Regions from separate parts of the Sus scrofa genome. Here region 1 is linked to region 2. The links are chromatin contacts, called in public Hi-C maps. All regions are on one chromosome and are shown on one strand. The core of a region is the stretch at or near the end of the contact, and the rest is flanking DNA. Distances in the headings are between cores, read along the strand shown.

Region 1 (6,377 bases), core at 2,432-4,931, 84 kb before region 2:
CTCATAAAACTGAATGGATAATGTATGTGTGAACAGCACAGAGCCTGCACACTCTAAGAGCTGAACAACCACAGCAATGTTAACTGTAGGTAAGATAATGAAATTACTGAGAATACAGGCTCTGTTTATGAAGAGAGGTAGGTTAATTGGTGCTTTAACACCAAGAAATTCAGACTAGCCTTTTCCCAGTGCCCCATCCATGGGTTAGATGTTAAGTAAACACTATGATAGACAGCACTTAAAAGGCCAAGAATGGCTGGAGAAAAGCCCACTTTTACACATGCATGCTCTAGACACTGTGAGTTTCAGCTTTGGATGCATCTAAGGACTTTTAAAGGTTCTGTGTTACTCTGGTTGTTTAGTGTTAGGTACAACTGAGTAACCATGTGTCCCAGATTGTTTCAGACATTCAAGGTTAAGCCAGCTGTCCCAGCATAGGTATTAAATAGCCACCCTTTTCATTCTCAAGTATATTTTGATTTTGGACAATAATGTATGCGGTCACCCTAGATAGCAAAACTTTTCTTATTTAAAGAACGTCTCTGCTTCCATCCATTGGGCAATCTCAAAAACAACATCCATAGAGTCCCAGAAGTGCTTGTTCACATTCTGCAAGGAGCCCAGGGCCACAGATAACTGGGCCTTATGTCTCCAAACAGCTTCAAAGGGGAGAGTGATTGATTTAAGCTAGTGAGCACTGCCTGTGAGCAAAGGTTTGCATTAAACGTTTACAAGTAAAAGTAAACTTTGATGAATGAAAGCAAGCCCTAACTATATGAGAAAAACATTGTTCAATTATCTTTCATAATATGAAGGCACAAGCAGTCAATAAATTAAATTTAAAGAAGGCTTCCAATCAATGTCTCTGGGCCTTGCTAAGTCCCAACATGGCTTTACTTATTAGAGATAAATAGTTCTGTGAGTTCAGGACATTGGGAAATTAAAACACCACCACCACCACTCCGTGAAGCTGGATAAAGAAACAAGAAGTTTCAATCGTTACATTAGGACAGTTACATTTTTAAAGAATTCAGAAATATGATTCTACTTAATCTCTCTCTAAGACCTCGGAGCACTGCAAACGGAGTCAATTATGTTGACATAAAAACTGATTTTTTTTCTCCAAGCAGCAATAACTATGCATCCGCCTCTGTAAGGTTTCCACTTTTTCTTTACCATTTATGTGAACTTGTTCATACAAATCAGATAGAAACCAGATTCAAACAAAAGCTAAAAAATATTTACTTAGATGCTTGGTTAAAATATTTTGGAATAATACCACGCAACATCGCAAAACATCACGACGTACTGTCGAGTAGAAGCAAATAAATACGCTAAAGAGTATTTTCCAGTATTCACTGTTACAAAATCATAACATCTCATGACACAAACAACTAGATTGTATAACGTCCCCACCTCGTTTTTTGGAACTAGCGAAAAGAAAGAAAGAAAGAAAGAAAGACAGAAAGAAAAAAAAAAGAGGTGGAGAAAGTCAGCAAAACAAAGTGGCGAGAAAAGTCGGGGGAGGGGCGCTAGAAGCGAAGGGGCGGAGAAACACGACACCCAGGCGGTGATATCACCCACAGCCAACTGCATGGAATTCAGAAAGTTAAGTGTCACCCAGCAATTTCGGTCCGGGCTTGCGGCGCGCCTGCACAGCGTGGCGGCGGCGGCACCCGCCTGGGAAGCAGGGAGGGGGAGGGGCGGTTTGACTGAGTTCGCTCGGGGGCAGCAGAGGCCAGGGCCAACCGCCTCCCGGTCGGCGTGCGTTCAAGCCCCGGGTCCGGAGCGTCGCCTACGGCCCTGCAATGATTTCACTGTTTCAGAGGAGCGACCGCCGGGCCCGAGGCTGCCACGTGCCCCGTTCGGCCCCGTGCACTGCGTCGCGGAACCGACCCGGACGCGGCCGCGGTCACCGCGGGTCCCAGAGGCAAGCGAAAGGAGAGGGCTGGCGACCGGAGAGGGGCTCGAGCTTGCCAAAACCGGGCAGGGGGATTGCTCCCTGGAGACCGCCGGCCGCAGGGGGGCTGTCCTTCTACGCACCCCCACCTTTCATCCCCCAAAGGGGGAAGGGCCGGAGCGCGGGGCACGTTTCGCAACTCCGAGGGCGGATGCAGGCGGTGGCCGGGCGGGATGGAACAGCCCTGCCCGCCGGGGGACCCCGGCCCAGCCGAGCCCCGTTCCCGGCCTGTGCCCCTCCGCGCAGTGCGCGCTCCGGCCCGCGTGGCCGTGGCTGTCCGGCCCCTGCTCGAGCCGGGCAGCGGGCCACCCGCGGAGGGGACAGTGGCGGCCTCGGGGCCCTGCGCCGCGCGGGTCGCAGCCCGCCACTCCTTCCGCGTTCCGTGCCCTCGGCGCCTCCTCCCCCGGCCCCAGAGAAACGCTTGTACCTTCCACCGCCTCCTCCACCATCTCGTCGTCGCTATCCATGGCGGCTGGGGACCCTGCCCAGCTCGGGGCCGCGCCGCTGCCTCCCGTCCCTCCGGGTGCTCCCGGCGGCTGAGCGAGCGCTGGGGCTGAACCCTGCGAGTTTAGAGGAGGAGGAAGAGGAGGAGCAGTCGGGGCTGGCTCGCACTGCCTCCCCCTACAGCCCTTTCAATTCCTTGGCCTTAAGCTGCTCCGGCAGCAGCCGTCCCTCCTCCCTTCGCCCACTTGCCCCTTGCCTCCGAGGCTCGGGGTGCCGCCGTGGCCGCCGCCGCCGCTGCAACTTTCTCCTGTAATACCCCCTCTTTGTTATCGAGCAGCTGATCCGCTGACATCACCCAGCGCCGGTGCGCTCCCTCCCTCGTTGATTGACAGTTCCCTGTCCCTTCCCAGAAGTAAGGCTTCTTAAAACGAAAGGCGCTCCGAGTCCGCGCTGACTCCGTGCCCCAGCCCATCAGCCCCCGGGCCCAGAAGGGTTTATCTTTTGCTTCTGAGCTGCCTGGTGCGTTCCGACCGCGCCACGCCGGGCCTGGGCTCGGTGGGCTCCTCGCGAGCGCTCGGGACCTCCAGGTACCCGCCCTCCAGGGGCTCAGAACTCCCGACCTCCACCTGTGCGGGGGACCACTTGGAAGTCCGCGGGCAGTGCTCACCACCCCCACTCCCATCCCCCGCCCCTTGGACAGCCTCCAAAGGGCAAGGGAAGCTAAGGCAGCGTTCCTGACGCTCCAGCGCCTTAACTTCCTTCTGCTCTCGCCCTCACTTCACCCTCGTTTGCCACCCGGAGCTGCACGAGTGCGGCACGCACGGGAGCGCAGGTGTCCCCCGCGTTGCCGCATCACATCCGCGAGCAGGTTTCCCAGACACGGGGTGGGGGTGACATCCAGCCCAGATGAGGTTCCAACCCTAGTGCGCTGCGTCCTCACCCTCCTCGGGACCGTCAGGCGTCCTGGGTGATTCAGAAATTCACCAGATCCAAATGGCAGCGGTCTCTTTACCAGGCAGGAAACAAGCCGCGCGGAAGGCCCGGCAGGTCCCTCCTCGCGGTTGTGGTAACGGAAAAGGAACCACCGAGTGGAGCTACCGGGGAAGGACCCTCTGTCTGGCGCGCCTCCTTCTCGCGCCTCTCGCCCTGTACGTGGGATGTCCCCAGCCGTCTCCCTGTTCCTCCGAGTGCCAACCCCTTCACAGATTCGGGCTCTCGAAGTGGAGAACATCACAGGGCGCCCGCTTCCCGGCCGCGCCACTTAGTGTCATTATGGCGTTGCCTCTTACAGGTGGCGATAAAGGGCGGCTGTAAATAGCTGGCTAAATGGATGCAAATGTACACAATGTACCGTGGAATTACCGGGTGCCGCTCTGGGCATCCGCCAAGAACAGCTACTGCACGGAGAGGGCGGGGGGATAGAAGGGAGCAAGAGAAAGTTGTTTATTTTGTTTTCTGAACAGCAAAAGAGACTTGGGGGATTTCAAAGTACTTCCAGTACCGGGAGACCACGCCTTGGTTTTGGCTTTGGGCTTAAATGCCAGGTATTCTTATCCAGTGTTGTGAGTTTCTCCTTAAGTTCAGTTTTTGTTTTTGTTTTGGTTTTGGTTTTGGTTTTGTTTTGTTTTGTTTTCCTCTGTGAAAAAGAGAATCATGTTAGGAACATTTGTCCTATACTCTGCCAGGAATTTCAACCCCCTTTGTTTCAGAAAGAGAGGGAAGGGTCCTGTGCCAGGAGTTAGGAAACTTGGGTCTTGGTATTGCTCACCTGCAGAGGGACCCTGGGAGGCCACCTCTTCTGGCCTGAGTTCCTCCCTTAGGAGCTAAGAGGTGCTGCGACACTGGAAGAAGGACCCTCCAGTCTAGACTAGAACACTCTGAGGTCCCCCAGCTTAGGCTAGACTGCTCAGAGGTTCCCCAGCTTAGTCAATACCTTTCAAAAGTCTTCTGGCTTAGATTTAACCTTCTTATTAAAGGTTTCCAGTGCAGATACTTGGCTCCAAAGCTACACAGAGAAGGGGTTTCTGCAGTGGAAGATGAAAGAACCACTTCATTTTACATCATTTGTAAACATGAACCATAGAAACAGAATTTTCTTTCTTTCTTTCTTTTTCTTTCTTTCTTTCTTTCTTTTCCCCCCACCATGTACCAAGCTTACTCACTCACTGGTTTTGAGTTACATGACATTTTTTCTTATTTTCCCTTTTTAAGCATATCATCGCCTCTCTTTCATATTATACTGGTGCACACAGCACACCAGATATCATCTTCTTCTCCAGTTTCCAGTTTATCTTTTTAAAAGATACTGAAAGCTAAAGGCAGCACACATTATTTATGTATTTACTCAAAAGGGGCTGAAGCAGAGGGAGGGTAGTTTGGAAGAAATCACCCCTCGAAATACACAGGTGGGGTCACAGAGTCGCAGCAAGTTCACAGTGGGTTGGGTATGTGGGTGGAGGGAAGGAGGGAGGGATCTCATCAGGGGTGTCCTACCCTAACTTTAAGTTTAGAGGAGGATGTCCAGCTTGGTGCTATGAAGTTTTTCCTGCCCACCCAAACTGTCATGTGCTCACTTTCCACTTGCTGCTAGAGAACACGTGGAACCCTGCACACAGCCCCCATCTCTGCATCAGGCCTCCTCTGGACTAGTAAGGGGTGGAGTGGAAAGCAACCAGGGCCTTCCTGCCAGAACCTTCTTCAGTTTTGCACATGAGACAGGCAGCAGCAGGGCACAGTCCCAATCCCCTCCCCCACCACTCATGCTGCTGGCTCTGGGTCCAAAGTTTAGGCAAAATGTTTTGATGACTTCCGTAAGATCCATTTGCATTTTTTACAAATCACTTTGTGTGTGTTTTCAATCCCTTTCTCTAGATGGACTGACTGATCTTTCTCAAGAGCCCCAGAACCCAGCACAGTGCATGGTGCAAAAGGAAGGTTAAACCTTGTCAGTGATAATGGTGTAGAGAGGAATATTCTGTTTTATATAAACAGTGCTGAGTCTCTCACACACTGGATCCTCTTCCTGTGTTTGCAAAATGCTTTGTTTTCATTCGAGACTGAAGAGCGTTTTTTGAGTTCTACTTTCCCACATCTACTGGCCCCAAATCTGCTTCCATCGCATTCTTTCCCACAGTTTTCTTCATTGAGAGCTCATTTCATAAAGCCTTCTTTCCACTTGGCTTCCCGCCAGTCTCCTCTGTCGAACTCTGTCCCCACCGATGTGGTCATGGGCTAGAAAATCAATCGAGCTCTTAATCATACTGTGGGGTGGCGGTGGCGATGGCTGAGCTCCTAACTCAGCAGATCCTGATGCACCAGAACAAGCCCCACCAGCGAGGAAAGGGACGGCCCACCCGGGACATCCAACAGCCAGGCCATGGGGTGGGACTTGCTCACACCAAGGAGTGACTTTTCTAAGCTGCCTTGCTTCCTTCACATCCAAGGTTAAATCTCTTCCCACTCAGCTTGGGAAACTTAAGTCCCTCTTCCACTGCAGCAAGCAGTCAAAATACTGAGTTATTTTATTCATTTTACCACCCATGTCTTTCCTCAGTGAAGGCTGGTGCTTACTTGCAAAACCGATATAACTATTGCAATAAATATACTTTCCTGGGCATCTTCCTACATTGAAGGGAAAAAAATCTGTCAGTTCACCACGATACATACTGGCAAACAGCAAAAACCTCATGGATGTGGAACTCGTGTGGAATTCATTAGTCTGGCTGTCACTGAGCCCTCCTCCTGTCCTGTTGGTAGGGGCTGGAGGGGTCCAGGCGCCTTTGGGGTCTCCATGCTACTGCTAGGCAGAGCCTTGCCAGGTGTCCGGGTGGGTGGGTCTGTGGCTGGTGTGCCAGCTCTGCTTTGATCTTTTGCTTACACCATTGGCAGGGAGACGAAAGCAAATGAAAGAACTCTTAAATAATCAAGTCTCACTTTGGCATTGCTCACCCCTTAATGAGATTTTTTTTTTCCC
Region 2 (6,421 bases), core at 3,543-6,042:
TGGATGGCTGTGAATACAGACAAAACTTGAGGATCTGGTTACCTACAAAATATAAAACCTAGCCCTGACCCACCAGCCCTAAACAATTATGACACAGATCTCAGGGATATTAACAGGCTTGTGAATTGGACCCGGCCAGTTACCCATCAGGGCCCTTTCGGGGCCTGTGGCAATGGCAACATAATAAGAATACGTTGGGTTTCTGGTCCTGGTTGTGGAAGGGGGCAGAGCAACGACGTGAAGGGATGGAACAGCTGTATTCTGTCTACAAGGCGGTACAACAGGTGGAGGTGGGTTTGAGGTTTGTTTTCCCACCTCTTTGCTTGGCTGCCTGCTTGCCTCTTTGCTGCAAACCTTGGCGTCTTAGCGTTTGGGTTTGTTGTATGTCGGGCAAATGAACCTAGTGCTGTAACAATTTAGTGGCCAACCGGAGGGACCAGGTTCAGGAAAATAGGGAACAATGCAGAGTGAAACAACAGGCTACTTTGCTGGTGGCTGCTTTAGCCCAGGAAGAGGCAGACTAAACCAAGGACTCCTACAAGAGACTCAGCAAAAGCTTACATTTTTTTTTAATTGAAATATTGTTGATTTACAATGTTGCGTTTCAGGTGTACAGTAAAGTGATTCAGTTATATACACACGTACACGTTCTTCGGATTTTTTCCATTATAGGTTATTACAGGTATGAGTAGAGTTCCCTGTGCTGGACAGTAGGTCCTTCTGTTTATTTTTTTTTTTTAAAAGATGATTTAAGATGAAAAAAAATTTATCGTGGTTGATTTACAATGTTCTGTCAATTTCTGCAGTACAGCAAAGTGACCCCATCATACATATACATACATTCTTTTTCTCATATGTCAGCAGTGTGTATCTTGTTCATCTCAAGCTCCTGATTTATCTTGTTACATTTCTTCTCTCTCAGGACCTGCCTGGGCCTCTGATCTGAGAGATGGGTGTTTTGTGGGTCCCGCTGTCCCAGGCTGGGCTGCCGTGTGATTCCCGTGGCATGACAGCCCCATCACAGGCATAGCACCGCATTGCAAAGCGAGAGCTGCTTTTAACTATTGGTTCTTAATCTGTGACCTTTTGTATTTTCTCATCAAGAGAGGGGATAGCTGCCCTTTCCTTTTGCCTTAACAAGCCCCAGAGAGACGGGGTGGGAGGGGGGAAGGCATAGGACATGCTTTTCTTTAAGTAGCCCAGTCATACTGTCCCCTCTGTGTGCTAGATTTCTGTCCTGCCTACACGGGATGCCTAATGAAGGGACTGGGCAACGCACGAGAGACAGCTAACATTTAAGCCTCAAGGACAAGCTGAGGAGAAATGCCACGTTAGAGTTCAGAGTGGGTGAGTTCTCCTCCTTTGGTGAGCGGAACTCTCAGTTCTCGGAGGCGGTAGTTGGTTGTGATGTCACAAAATCCAAGAGACTTCTCACTTAAATTGGTGCCTATTTCAAAAGCAATGATTCTTGGTGATTTTTTTTTTTTTTTTTTTTGCCACAGCTGTAGCGTATGGAAATTCCCAGGACAGGGATTGAACCTGATCAGCAGCTGTGGCAACACCAGATCCTTCAACCCATGTGGGGTGGGGGTGGGGGGTGGAACATGTGCCTCTGGAGCGACCCCAAGTGGCAGCAGTTGGATTCTTAAGCCACCACACCACAACGGGAACTCTGGATTCTTGGTGATTCTAATGGGAAGCGTCCACATCTGGGTGGCATTGGAATCAGTCAGCAGGCAGGTATCTGTGGGCCTGGTGCAGAATCAGCAGAGACGCAGGCTCGGGCAGTTTGCTCTCTGCTGGGACCTCAGCACCCCCCCCTCCCATCTCAGCCTCCATTTCTCTCTCATGTCTGTTTTTCCTACTTTCCCCACCCAGGAACCCCAGCAAGCCTATCCCTGGGACTCTCCCTACATCATTCCTCCTGGCTGCACCCCCAGAATCCTGTTCCTCCCACCCTCTCCTCCTCCCTTCTGCCTCTGCAGAACCTGCCACACCTGCTCCTCTTCCTGGACTTCAAGGACACCCACTTTGGCTTCCACCCACTTGTTCATCCCTCGTCCCACCCCAAGGTGGTGTGGGCCATTCTCCTTGGGAGGCAGCCAGATGGAGTGACTAGTTCCCAAAGTTCTCTGCGTCCCTGTGTCCTTATCTGCAAAGTGAGATTAATTGACAGCCTCCTCGGAGTGTTGTGTGAGTTACGAGGGGCTGTGGTTGCTTAATCAACTGACATCCATGCTCAGGAATGGATCCTGGATGAGGCCTAGAAATCTGTGCGTTCACATCACCGCGGGTGATGGGAGTGGGTGGGGAGGCCCATGCTGAGAAATACTGGTTTTGACGGTGTTCTCCACCTTGGCCATGCCCTAGAATCTTCCAGGGAGTTGTAAAACATTCAGGTGCTCAGGCCGAACCTGAGGCCAATTAAATCAGAATCGTTGTGTGGGGAGAGCTCATGCCAGTATTTTTAATGACCCTCAGGGGACGCCAGTGTGTGGCCAGTTCAGTGCCAAGGCTTTGGGAGCAGCAGGACTGAGCTGGACTGGCTGTGGCTAAGTCACGCATCTCTGAGCTCAGTTTCTCCACCAGAAAAATGGGAATAAGACATGCGCACCTTTGTTGATTAGGCAGAGTAGTTAAGACTGTTCAGCACCGGTGGGGCCTGGCATGGCCCAGTGGAGCTGGCAGCTGGGGTGTTGGACATCAGAGCCCCATCAGACCGAGGCTCGTGTAGGCTGCCTCAGCCCTCTAGGCCCAGGGCTCTCCTGCCTCTTGCTGTTCTTGGCCCAGCAAGTTTATGACTCCAGCTCTGAGCACGGCCCATGGGGAGCCTGGCATGGGGAGCCTGGCTTCTCCCCATGGTGCAGGGCAGGGATTTATGCCAACGGCCCTCTTTTAAAGTACCTTATTTCAAATACTACTCAGCGAATGATTAGTGTTCCTTTTGTTGTTCAGTTGACAACATGACCTCAAACCTGGGTCACCTCATTTATGCGTTAACATGTTGTTTAACCTGACAACACGGCCACCATTTATAATGTTACTTCTGTGAGAGTATGTGTCCTGAGGTGCAACATTCAGCTTACAAATCCCCTTTGGGGAACATGAGTGTGGCGTGTGTGAGTGTGTGTGTGTGAGTTCATAGGTGTGTGAGTGTGTAGGAATACGCGTGCATCTCTGTGTGAGGAGGGCTGCATGTACCAGGGGCTGTCAGGGAGGGTTTCCAATCCCTTCCCAGGTCTCTAGCTTTTGCTTTACTTTATCCTCTCCCAGACCTTACGTAAACCTGAAGACAACACAGGTTCAGACTTTTTATTACCATCAAAAGCCATTTTGAAGCAATTCAAGGGCTGTTTCTATTCTTCTGGGAAATTCTAAGGGCCCTCGGCCTTCGCTGCTGGTTTTGCTTTGTGCCGTGGCCTTGTCTCCTCTGTGTCCACTGGGCCTGAGGGCATGGGGTGGGGGCAGAGACCCTGGGGACATCCTGCCACATGCCAGGGTCTGTGCTGTTTGTTTCCTGCATGTTATTTCATCTTTCATGGCATCATCAGAGGGCCCCTGAATGGTAGGTGCTATTGTTGCCCTTTGAGCAAACGTGCGAGGGCGTTTAGCAACTCGCCTCTCCCACACTATATGGGGATCTGAGCCAGACACCCTGAGGCCTGAGCTTTGGTTTCTTTGCCTTTCTGCTCTCCTTTGCTTTCTGCCTTGGAGCCAGGATGGGACACTCCTGGTGTTGGATGACAGGCAGTTTCTGCCCGAGCCTTGGTGATACCCAGCTCTGATCCTCTGCCCTGTGCCCTGCGCATCCCAGGACAGAGGTTTCCCTGATGAATGTCATGCCTTGGTCTGCTCTAGCTTGGCTTCCACACCCAGGGTCACAGAGCAAAGCACTCCAGCTTCTGGGTGGGGAGAAAATATTCTGCAGGACCGCTGCAAGTCCCTAAATTTTTGCAACATGTAGCTTGGGGTGTAATTTCGTGTTTGGTTTAATTGAGCTTTGTTTCAACACTTGCTGAGTTGTTACCTTGTGTTTTCCATTGATCAGGACCTTCAGTAAGAGAATGCAATAGAGCCGTCGTGGCAGTGGTAACGAATCGACTAGGACCATGAGGGGGGTCGCTGCCGCTCATGGGACGATCCGGCGTTAGAGGTGGTGTAGGCAGACCGGCTCGATCCGCTTGCTGTGCTTGCGTAGATGCTACAGCTGATTCACTAGCCTGGAATCATATGCCGGAGGCAAGAAATAGCAACAGCAAAAAAAAAAAAAAAAAAAAAAAAAAAAAAAAAAAAAAAAAAAAAAAAAAAAAAAAAAAAAAAAAAAAAAATATTACTGACAAGGATAGAGTAGGCACAGGTAGTTGTAGAAGTCTCAAAAAGGGACCATAGATAAAGAGAGAAACCTAGGGGATGTTGGGAGACCACTGTAAGTTCAAGGCCACCAGAACAAGGCAGGCTTGCTTGATTAGTGGAGGTGTAAGAATTGCCTCAGGTCATTGGGTGGGGCATGGGATGAGGCCTGCATTCAGATTCAGACCAAGGGCAAGAGTTTGAAGCCAGGCCCTTCAGCTGATTTGAATACACAATTTACCAGATACTAAGAGGAGCTACTACTCCCAGAAAGGAAGAGGCAGGCCTTTCCCACCCCCACTCCCCTTGGATGATAAACCTGTGGCCCATCGGATCCTTGGGCAGAGCCTTCTTGCCTGCCTGCTTGCCTCTCTCACAAGCGTCCTATCTTAATAAATCCGTTTCTTGCCTATGGCTTTGTCTCTCACTGAATTCCTGCATGGAGGCATGAAGAACCTGAACCTCAGCGAGTCCAGACACCGGGTGAGTGATTCTCATTTAAAACTGTGGGTTCGAGTCCCGGCACGTGGGTTCGAGTCTCAATCTGGGTGCTGGCTGGGTTCAGACCAGTAGTGCTGTCAGTTTCATTATGGTCCTTGATAATTGTGATCACTGCTTGTTTGTGGCCACCGCGGAAGGCAGTGCATGTTCTGTCTCTCTCGGCTGCCAGGCCTGTTTGGCAGCAGAGAGGGTTTGCTGCAATGCCAGCAGAAACCAGGACAACGAGCTGGCGTTTTTGGAAGGATGAGGATCGAACACAGTGGGTGAGATCAGGAAATAATTGGGGGTGGGATGGACATGCAATTGGTCTGAGAACATTTCTATGGTTAAATACATATCTTTTCATCTATTAGCAAATTTACTCAAATATTTACGTTTAGAGTTTACGTTTCGTGACATCAGCTCTTTTGCTGGGTTCGAGGCTGTTTTTATATTTCAATACTCTGTTTGCCTTATCCAGCGTATAATTTCGGTAAAAAAAGCGATAACTAATAAGCTAACCTCTCAGAAACTCTTATAGATTGCTTTGTGTTTACATAGGTAATATAATAATTTTAAAACATTTTACTATAATTACCAATATGTTGTTTCTCCTCTTGTTTTTCATTTCTGATAAAAATTTAAGGAATAGGACCCATACTGGAAGGATCTATATGTATTAACTTCAGGGAAAATGCCTTTTACCCTCTACCATTTGGGGGAGAGGTAGAAACTCAGATTTTTGTTAGTTTGTTAAACGCTGTGGCGGAGTTTCAAATGTGGGATTACCAGGAAGTTTTCTCACCACAGAAGGTGTTGATAAACATTTCATTATCGAAAGTTCCATTGTTTCATACCTTCCAAGAGGCAGAGATGATACCAGATCTATTAAAGCAGATAGCACACGTGTTCACTGGATTTCAAAGCATTTGAGGCACTTTTTGTTGTATTAACAGCTCTTAGGACCCAGGTTGGTGACCGACTAGGATTGGCTAGACGTCAAGTTAGGAATCTCAGGATTTGTCCAGAAAGTAGGAAGAAGGCAATTCACTGGGGGCCAAGGTTCACTCTAGAGTTGTGGGTTTTTTGTTTTTTTGGCTTTTTAGGGTCTATCCTAGGCTAGGGGTCAAATTGCAGCTACAGCTGCTGGCCTACACCACAGCCACACAGGATCTGAGCTGCACCTGCGACCTACAGCACAGCTCACGGCATCGCCGATCCATAACCCACTGAGCAAGGCCAGGGATCGAACCTGCATCCTCATGGCTACTAGTCAGGAATGTTTCCTCTGAGCCATGATGGGAACTCCTGGAGTTGTGTTCTTAAAGTGAGTTCCCTAGTGTGGAGGTACCTGTACTTCTCAAAACAGTGGTTAGAAACACCCAGTGGTTGTGGCCATCAGCCAGGAGCCCCCCATTCCCTTGCTCAGCTCTTCCTTCTGCTATTTCTCTTTCTCAGGGCAGTTTTCTCCCTTGGAGAGCCTCTGCCTTCCCACAGTCCTGCCTGGACCTCTCCTTCGAGACCTGTCATTTGGGGAGGATATTTTAGTAGATGGTAGTGGGGTCAGGATGGCTGGCTTGCAGTTTAGAAG

The links. A called contact is a pair of places that touch in the nucleus more often than the background predicts.
Region 1: a Hi-C map of liver shows a contact between it and region 2, with 2.9 times the contacts expected there. The contact joins the promoter of SETD7 here to the promoter of MGST2 in region 2. A contact is called at or near these places in 2 of 47 Hi-C or Micro-C datasets (embryonic fibroblasts and liver) and 1 of 2 datasets of contacts at active chromatin or transcription factors (skeletal muscle).

The regions. Positions count from the first base shown.
Region 1 is chr8:87,475,570-87,481,946 of Sscrofa11.1, reverse strand. SETD7 (histone-lysine N-methyltransferase SETD7) reads right to left here and starts at 3,681. Exons shown (of 9, transcript XR_002346776.1): 1 at 3,345-3,681; 2 at 2,388-2,520.
Region 2 is chr8:87,392,934-87,399,354 of Sscrofa11.1, reverse strand. It overlaps MGST2 (microsomal glutathione S-transferase 2), which reads left to right and starts at 4,792. Exons shown (of 6, transcript XR_002346420.1): 1 at 4,792-4,833.